2 separate regions of the Callithrix jacchus genome follow, and region 1 is linked to region 2. A link is a contact called in public Hi-C data. All regions are on one chromosome and are shown on one strand. The core of a region is the stretch at or near the end of the contact, and the rest is flanking DNA. Distances in the headings are between cores, read along the strand shown. Region 1 holds the start of TTLL6 (tubulin tyrosine ligase like 6). Region 2 has its middle 20 kb from the start of ATP5MC1.

Region 1 (3,438 bases), core at 51-2,550, 52 kb before region 2:
TGAGATCACGCCATTGCACTTCAGCCTGGGTAACAAGAGAGAAACTCCGTCTCAAAAAAAAAAAAAAAAAAAAAAAAGGAAAATATAGGCCAGGAGTGGTGGCTCATGCCTGTAATTCCAGCACTTTGGAAAGCCAAGTTAGAAGGATCACTTGAGCTCAGGTGTTCGAGACCAGCTTGGGCAATAAAGTGAGACCCTTCCATCTCTCAAAATAAAAAAATCTATCTATCTATATATATATATAAAATAGGATTGGTGTAAATATTAAATAATTTTTTGGAGTGCCTCGCCCATACCGGTGCTTTAAAAACGTTAGCTCCCAGGCTGGGCGCCATAATCCCAGTACTTTGGGAGGCCAAGGCAGGCAGATCACAAGGTCAGGAGTTTGAGACCAGCCTGGCCAACATGGTGAAACCTTGTCTCTACTAAAAATACAAAAATTAGCTGCGTGGTGATGGGCGCCTTTAGTCCCAGCTACTCAGGAGGCTGAGGCAGGAGAATCACTTGAACCCAGGAGGCCGAGGTTGCTGTGAGCCGAGATCGCCTGGACAACAGAGCAAGACTCCGTCTCAAACAAATAAATAAAAATAAAAACGTTAGCTCTCTTCCCACTTCATGCCCAATGTGATAATTTTCCTAACGTTCAAATCCCAAAGAACTTTCTGAAAAGCTGGAAGAGTATTCTTCAGGAGGGGTGAGAAATAACTGGAAGTGAAAGAATACCAGGCTGGAAGGGGGTAGGGGCATCTGCAGAGGGCTTTGCTGGCCACGAAAAATGGGAAGTGTCTTTCTGGAAGGTTTCCCCAGACAAATGAAGAACAGTGATAAAGAAAAGGATCCAATGATGGGGACGAAGGACATGAAGAGGGTTGTGTGAGTACCAGGGATCGCTGATGTCTAAGGGACAGCTCCTTGGTAGAATCTGGTTTAGGAAATCGGGGAAGGGCAGGAAATGAACGTTAAAGGAGGGACTGAGAAGTGGGGAGCCCCGGAGCCGAGGGACAGTGAGGGTGAGTGGCTGACGCTGTGGAACGCCACCAGGGAGGACAGCAGGGTACCCAGGGGAGCTGGGTCCCGTGCGGGGATAAGAAGACGTGTCTAGCCAGGTTTTCAGGGGAGAGGCACCAGAAGACTGTGGTCTGATACCAACACCGGGCTTTGGGGCGCTCTTACCCGCTATTCCTATTCCCTCGTCTCGCCCCGCTGGGCTGCCAGTTCCGCTCGCAAACACACCTGCTGGCCCCCTTCTCGAAGGATGAAGTAGTAACGCTCCCATTGGCTGCCCAACAGCCCCAACCCCAACCCGCGCTCGCGCTAACTTTGGGTCTGCCCGGCCCTCATATTTGCATAAGGAGACTTCTAGGCCTTCGATTGGCCCCTGCAGTAGCTGCCATGCCCCGTCCCTCTTGAATGCAACCGCCTGGGCGCTAGGGGAGGGAAACGCCCACAGTTGTCCCTGGAAACTCAGAGGACGCGCGCACCGCGCACCCGGGCGCCAGGGGCTGGACCGCCGCTCGCCCCCGCAGCCCTACACGCGCCCAGCTAGCGGAGCCGCAGCCCCAGCCCACCCGCGCCAGTCCCTTCGGGGCGCAGTGGGCCAGCGCGACCAGAGCGTCCTGCTCCAGAGGTCCAGCTGCGCTGGGCTGCGGTGAGGGAGGAGGGCGCTTTGAATTTAGGCCCCCGGTAGAGGGCAAACCTGAAGCAGGAGGCACCGTGGGAAAATTTTGGTTGGAGACTCAGCATCTCAGGCATATTAGTGCCTGTGTAACCTTGGGCAGGCATCATTACCTCTGTAAGGCTTAGCTTCTTCAACAGGAAAATGGGCATTGCAAAACCGTAATGACCGCTCAGACTTACTGAATCCTGACCTTGCCTCCAGAGTGTAGGGTGTCATGGCCTCCAGTGAACTGATCAGTAAGAGAGAGCCGCCCAGACCCAACTGAAGAGTCAGTAAGACTCAAGGGGTCAGGGATATGGGCTTTTCACAGCCACCATTTGGTCTTCAGGTGGAGAATCTGTAGTAGTGACTGGATTCAAATCATTGTAGACGGCCGGGCACTGTGGCTCATGCCTGTAATCTCAGCACTTTGGGAGGCCTAGGTGGGTGGATCGCTTGAGCTCAGGAGTTCAAGACTAGCTGGGCAACATGGCGAAACCCCCTCTGTACTAAAAATATAAAAATTAACCGGGCGTGGTGCACATACCTGTGGCCCCAGCTATTCAGGAGGCTGAGGCAGGAGAATCGCTTGAACCCGGTGGCAAAGTTTGCATTAAGCTGAGATCTCGCCACTGCACAACAGCCTGGGCAACAGAGGGAAACCCTGTCTCAAACAAATAAAATAAACACTCATTTGGGCCTGAGTTGGTAACCTAAGTTCCTCCCAACACAGATCCTCTTCACCTGCTGATCTGCACAGGCAGAATATCAGAGGCAAAGGTGTAGCTTAGCCCCAAGCCGACCCTGGAAGCCTGCCACGTGGTGCTTACAGTCACCCCAGAGTGAACAGAGGGCCCAAGGTGAAACCAGTGGCCCATCTGCTGCTCTTCCAGAAACCTCCCTGCCATTCAATCAGTCCTCTTCTCTTTTCCCTGCAGGTAGCCCCGTGCTGTGATGCCCCTCCCTGTCTCCCAGGCCCTGAGGGGTAAGGTGACCATCATCAACTGGTCACCCAGCAGATGCTTCCCTAAGACCAACTGTCGCAGCTCTGTTCTCCTCCCCCATCCCACTGTTTTCTTTCCCCAGCGTCCTACCAATCTGCTCTGCCTGGCTCCTGTTTGGTCTCAGGTCCCTCAGGAGTGATATTGTGATGGAAATGAGGGAGAGGATGCAGGAGAGAGCAGCAAAGATTTACGGCTTTCAAAGGGTTTCCATTAAAATCACTGACAGCTGGTTATTTATGAGAGGCTGCAACCGGAGCTCATAGGCCAGAGCCTGGCACTAATGTCCTTTCGGAGCTGATGACAGGAGCAAACGCAGGGTGAATACAGCAAACAGTGGAGCTGCCCTCACTGTAGAGCAAAGCAAGCTTCAACCCGAATGACAGCCAGGAAAGCAGAGAGTAGCAGTGATCTGTGCCTGGCAAACCTGAAACAGACAAATCCACAAGGTAAACACTGAGGGACTTACTGGGCCTGGGCATGAAAAACTGAAGCAGAGTGATGGAGGGTCCTAGTTGTCAAAAAATTTGGACCATGTCCTATGAGTTCTAACTCAGAGGCTCAAGTATGTGGCAAAATCCAGGTCCAACCCTGTTGTTTTCATTGTTGTTTTGTTCCTAAGGCACCCACCTGACTAAATAAATAAATAGTAAAACAACAGTAAAGCCCCACAAGGTTGTTTGCTCTGCACTTGACACACAGCCTTTTCTCAACTTGGGGTTTTTCCTTTAAGTAATGAAACAAAGATCCTGCTTCTGCTCCCTGAACCAAGGTCCCTCC
Region 2 (3,295 bases), core at 715-3,214:
CACATTCTGACCCAGTGTTCTGCTCGCCACCTCGTGTTTCCTGATTGCTACTTCCTGCTGTCAGCCTGCTGAAGCCCTGGAGACACACATTTATTTGAATAACATCTCAAAATAGACTGGAAAGACAAAATGAGCGCCGTGGCTCATGCCTGTAATCCACCACTTTGGGAGGCTGAAGCAGGCGGATTGCCCGAGCTTAGGAGTTCAAGACCAGCCTGGGCAACACGGTGAAACCCCATCTCAGGCCGGGCACGCCTGTAATCCAAGCACTTTGGAGGCCAAGGTGGGCGGATCACCTGAAGTTGGGAGTTCAAGACCACCCTGATCAACATGGTGAAACCCCGTCTTTAAAAAATAAATAATAATAATAATAAAAAGAAACCCCATCTCTACTAAAATACAAAAAATTAGCCGGGCGTGGTAACATGCACCTGTAGTCTCAGCTACTCAAGAGGCTGAGGCAGGAGAATTGCTTGAACCAGAAGGTGGAGGTTGCAGTAAGCCAAGATCATACCACTGCACTCCAGCCTGGACGACAGAGCAAGACTCCATCTCCAAAAAAAGAGAAAAAATAAATAAATAAACAAACAAACAAAAAATGTACTAAAAGTGGTAACTAGAAATTATTTTCAAGGTTGGCGCTTTTGCACCATTGGCTAGATGAGGCAACCAAGTGCATTTCTTTTGATGCATGCCCATCTTGATCCTCTGATCAGCTCCCAAGAACAGGGACAGACCCGGCATGGTGGCTCACGCCTGTAATCCCAGCATTTTGGGAGGCGGAAGCAGGCAGATCACCTGAGGTCAGGGGTTCAAGACCAGCCTGGCCAACATGTGAAATCTTATCTCTACTAAAAATACAAAAATTAGCCAGGCATGGTGGCGGGCCCTTGTAATCCCAGCTGCTTGGGAAGCGGAGGCACGAGGATCACTTGAACCCAGGAAGTGGAGGTTGCAGTGAACTGAGATTACACCACTGCACTCCAGCCTGGGTGACAGCAAGACTCGTCTCAAAAAAAAAAAAAAAAAAAAAAGGGACAGATTCTGTTCTCTATTCATCCCCTCAGTGCAAATCTCTGGCCCCAGGTTCCTCATCATCATTCAAACCCAACATATATTCGGCATTAACTATAAGCAAGTGCTGTTATTAAACCCATTTATAGATGAGGGCGCCAAGGCTTATCAAGGATAAAGACTTGAAGGCCACACAGCTGCAGGAGGCCAGGCCGGACCAGGGTTTATGTTGTTAACACTAAATTGTTTGGAGAAACAGCAAACCCAGCTGTGGGGGAATGGGAGGGGTGGGTGTGAAGCCTGAGGCTAACTTCCTCCCACCCAGCCGTTCTGTCCTCTCTGCAATAAAGTTCATAGTCCAGGAAATTCCTTGCAAGTGACAATATGACTCTTAAACTTTCCAGAAGATAAGAATTACTGGGCCAGAGCCTCCCTTACTGCTTGCCATCCCGTCAGCTGATGCTCAATAACTCTTTCTTTGCCAGTAGCCTGCCTGCCCTTCAGTTTACCGGAGAGGCCCTAGTGACAACCAGGCCCACCTCCCATCACCCGGAACCCATTCCTGCCACCTCACCCAACCCCACCCTTCCCTTTCCCCTTTCACTCTGGGAGTTTTTTGCAGTTCATCTGCTCAGCCAAAGAGAAGCAACTGCTAATGTTAAGCTGAGATTTGGGTTGGGCCAGGGGGCACCTTTAAAATAAAAATTTACTCAGGTCCAGGAAACAGCTACAAATGATCTTGGAAATGCAGGCACTCCGTCTCCTGGTTACATACCCCAGGCAATGCCCAGCGCAGCATCTGAAGGGGCCTTGTTTATCAACTGTCATGGACTCAGGCACCAAACAGACCTGCCTGCTACCAGGGTCTCCTGCAGCCCCTGCCTCCAGAAATGACCACCCCTGAGACGAAAGCTTCTCTTGGGAAGAAACTGAGGAGGAGATTTTACAGTTTGCTCAGGGCTTCCCACTCTTTGTTGCTGGGAAATTCTTCCTGTAGCCAGCTTCAGATCCTGTCAACACATACTGAACAACAGGATTATTTGTGTTGTGCTCGCATCTGCCGTATGTAATCTCCTTTTATTTTTTTCTGAGTTAACTTTGCTTTTTTTCTTTTTTTTCTTTTTTCTGCTGACTACCTACTCATCTGTTATAACTTTTTGATTGTGTAAGAACACAACATGAGAGCTACCTTCTTTTTTTTTTTTTAAGACGGGGTTTCACCATGTTGGTCGGACTGGTCTTGAACTCCCGACCTCAGGTGATCCGCCCGCCTTGGCCTCCAAAGTGCTTGGATTACAGGCATAAGCCACTACTTCCAGCCTGAGAGCTACCTTCTTAACAAAATGTTAAGTTTAACATCTCCTTTTAATTTAGATAAAATAGTAGGCATTGGGCTGGGCGCAGTGGCTCATGCCTGTAATCCCAGCACTTTGGGAGGCCAAGACCTGATGTCAAGAGTTCGAGACCAGTCTGGCCAACCTGGTGAAACCCCATCTCTACCAAAAATACAAAATTAACTGGGCGTGGGATTATAGGTGCTTGCCTATAATCCCAGCTACTTGGGAAGCTGAGGCAGGAGAATCACTGGAACCTGGGAGGCCGAGGTTACAGTGAGCCGAGATCGTGCCATTGCACTCCAGCCTGGGTGACAAGAGCAAAACTCCAACTCAAAAAAAAAAAAAAGTGGGCATTGAGTGCTTATATGTTAAGCACTTTGTATTTGATCATTTTAACCCCCACAACAAAACATTAATCATCAATATATATGATAAATAACAATTACAGGTATTAATAAACCCATTTCACAGATAGGACATGAAGAGAGAATGAGTGAATCATGCATGGTCATACAGTTACAGAATTGGGATTTTTTTTTTTCCAAGACAGGGTCCTGCTTTGTCTCCCAAGCTGGAGTGTAGTGGCATGATCACAGCTCACTGCAGCTTCTACTTTCTGGACTAAAGCCATCTTCTCACTTCAGCCTCCTGAGTAGCTGGGACTACAAGTGTGCACCACCATGGCCAGACAATTTTTGTAGGGGTGTTTGTTTGTCTGTTTGTTTTGAGACAGATTTGGGGTTTCACGTGTTGGCCAGACTGGTCTCAAACTCCTAACCTCAGGTGATCCACCCACCTCGACCTCCTAAAGTGCTGGGATTACAGGCATGAGCCATCATACACCGCCAGAATTTTTGTATTTTTTGTAAAGACAGTGTTTCACCATGTTGCCCAGGCTGTTCTCAAACTCCTGAGCTCAAGCAGTCTGCTGGCCTCAGCCTCCC

What was found. A called contact is a pair of places that touch in the nucleus more often than the background predicts.
Region 1: a Hi-C map of induced pluripotent stem cells shows a contact between it and region 2, with 5 times the contacts expected there. The contact joins the promoter of TTLL6 here to the enhancer-like site in region 2. A contact is called at or near these places in 3 of 3 Hi-C or Micro-C datasets (induced pluripotent stem cells and skeletal muscle).

The regions. Positions count from the first base shown.
Region 1 is chr5:117,477,783-117,481,220 of calJac240_pri, reverse strand. It overlaps TTLL6 (tubulin tyrosine ligase like 6), which reads right to left and starts at 1,300. Exons shown (of 18, transcript XM_078374247.1): 1 at 1,174-1,300. It overlaps CALCOCO2 (calcium binding and coiled-coil domain 2), which reads left to right and starts at 1,467. Exons shown (of 15, transcript XM_078374248.1): 1 at 1,467-1,648; 2 at 2,596-3,107.
Region 2 is chr5:117,426,675-117,429,969 of calJac240_pri, reverse strand. No RefSeq gene overlaps it. Among named protein-coding and RNA genes, the nearest start is that of ATP5MC1, 20 kb to the right of the region's middle. Within about 2 kb of position 1,964, at least 4 of the 16 cell types and tissues checked have an H3K27ac peak or open chromatin away from gene starts, as enhancers often do.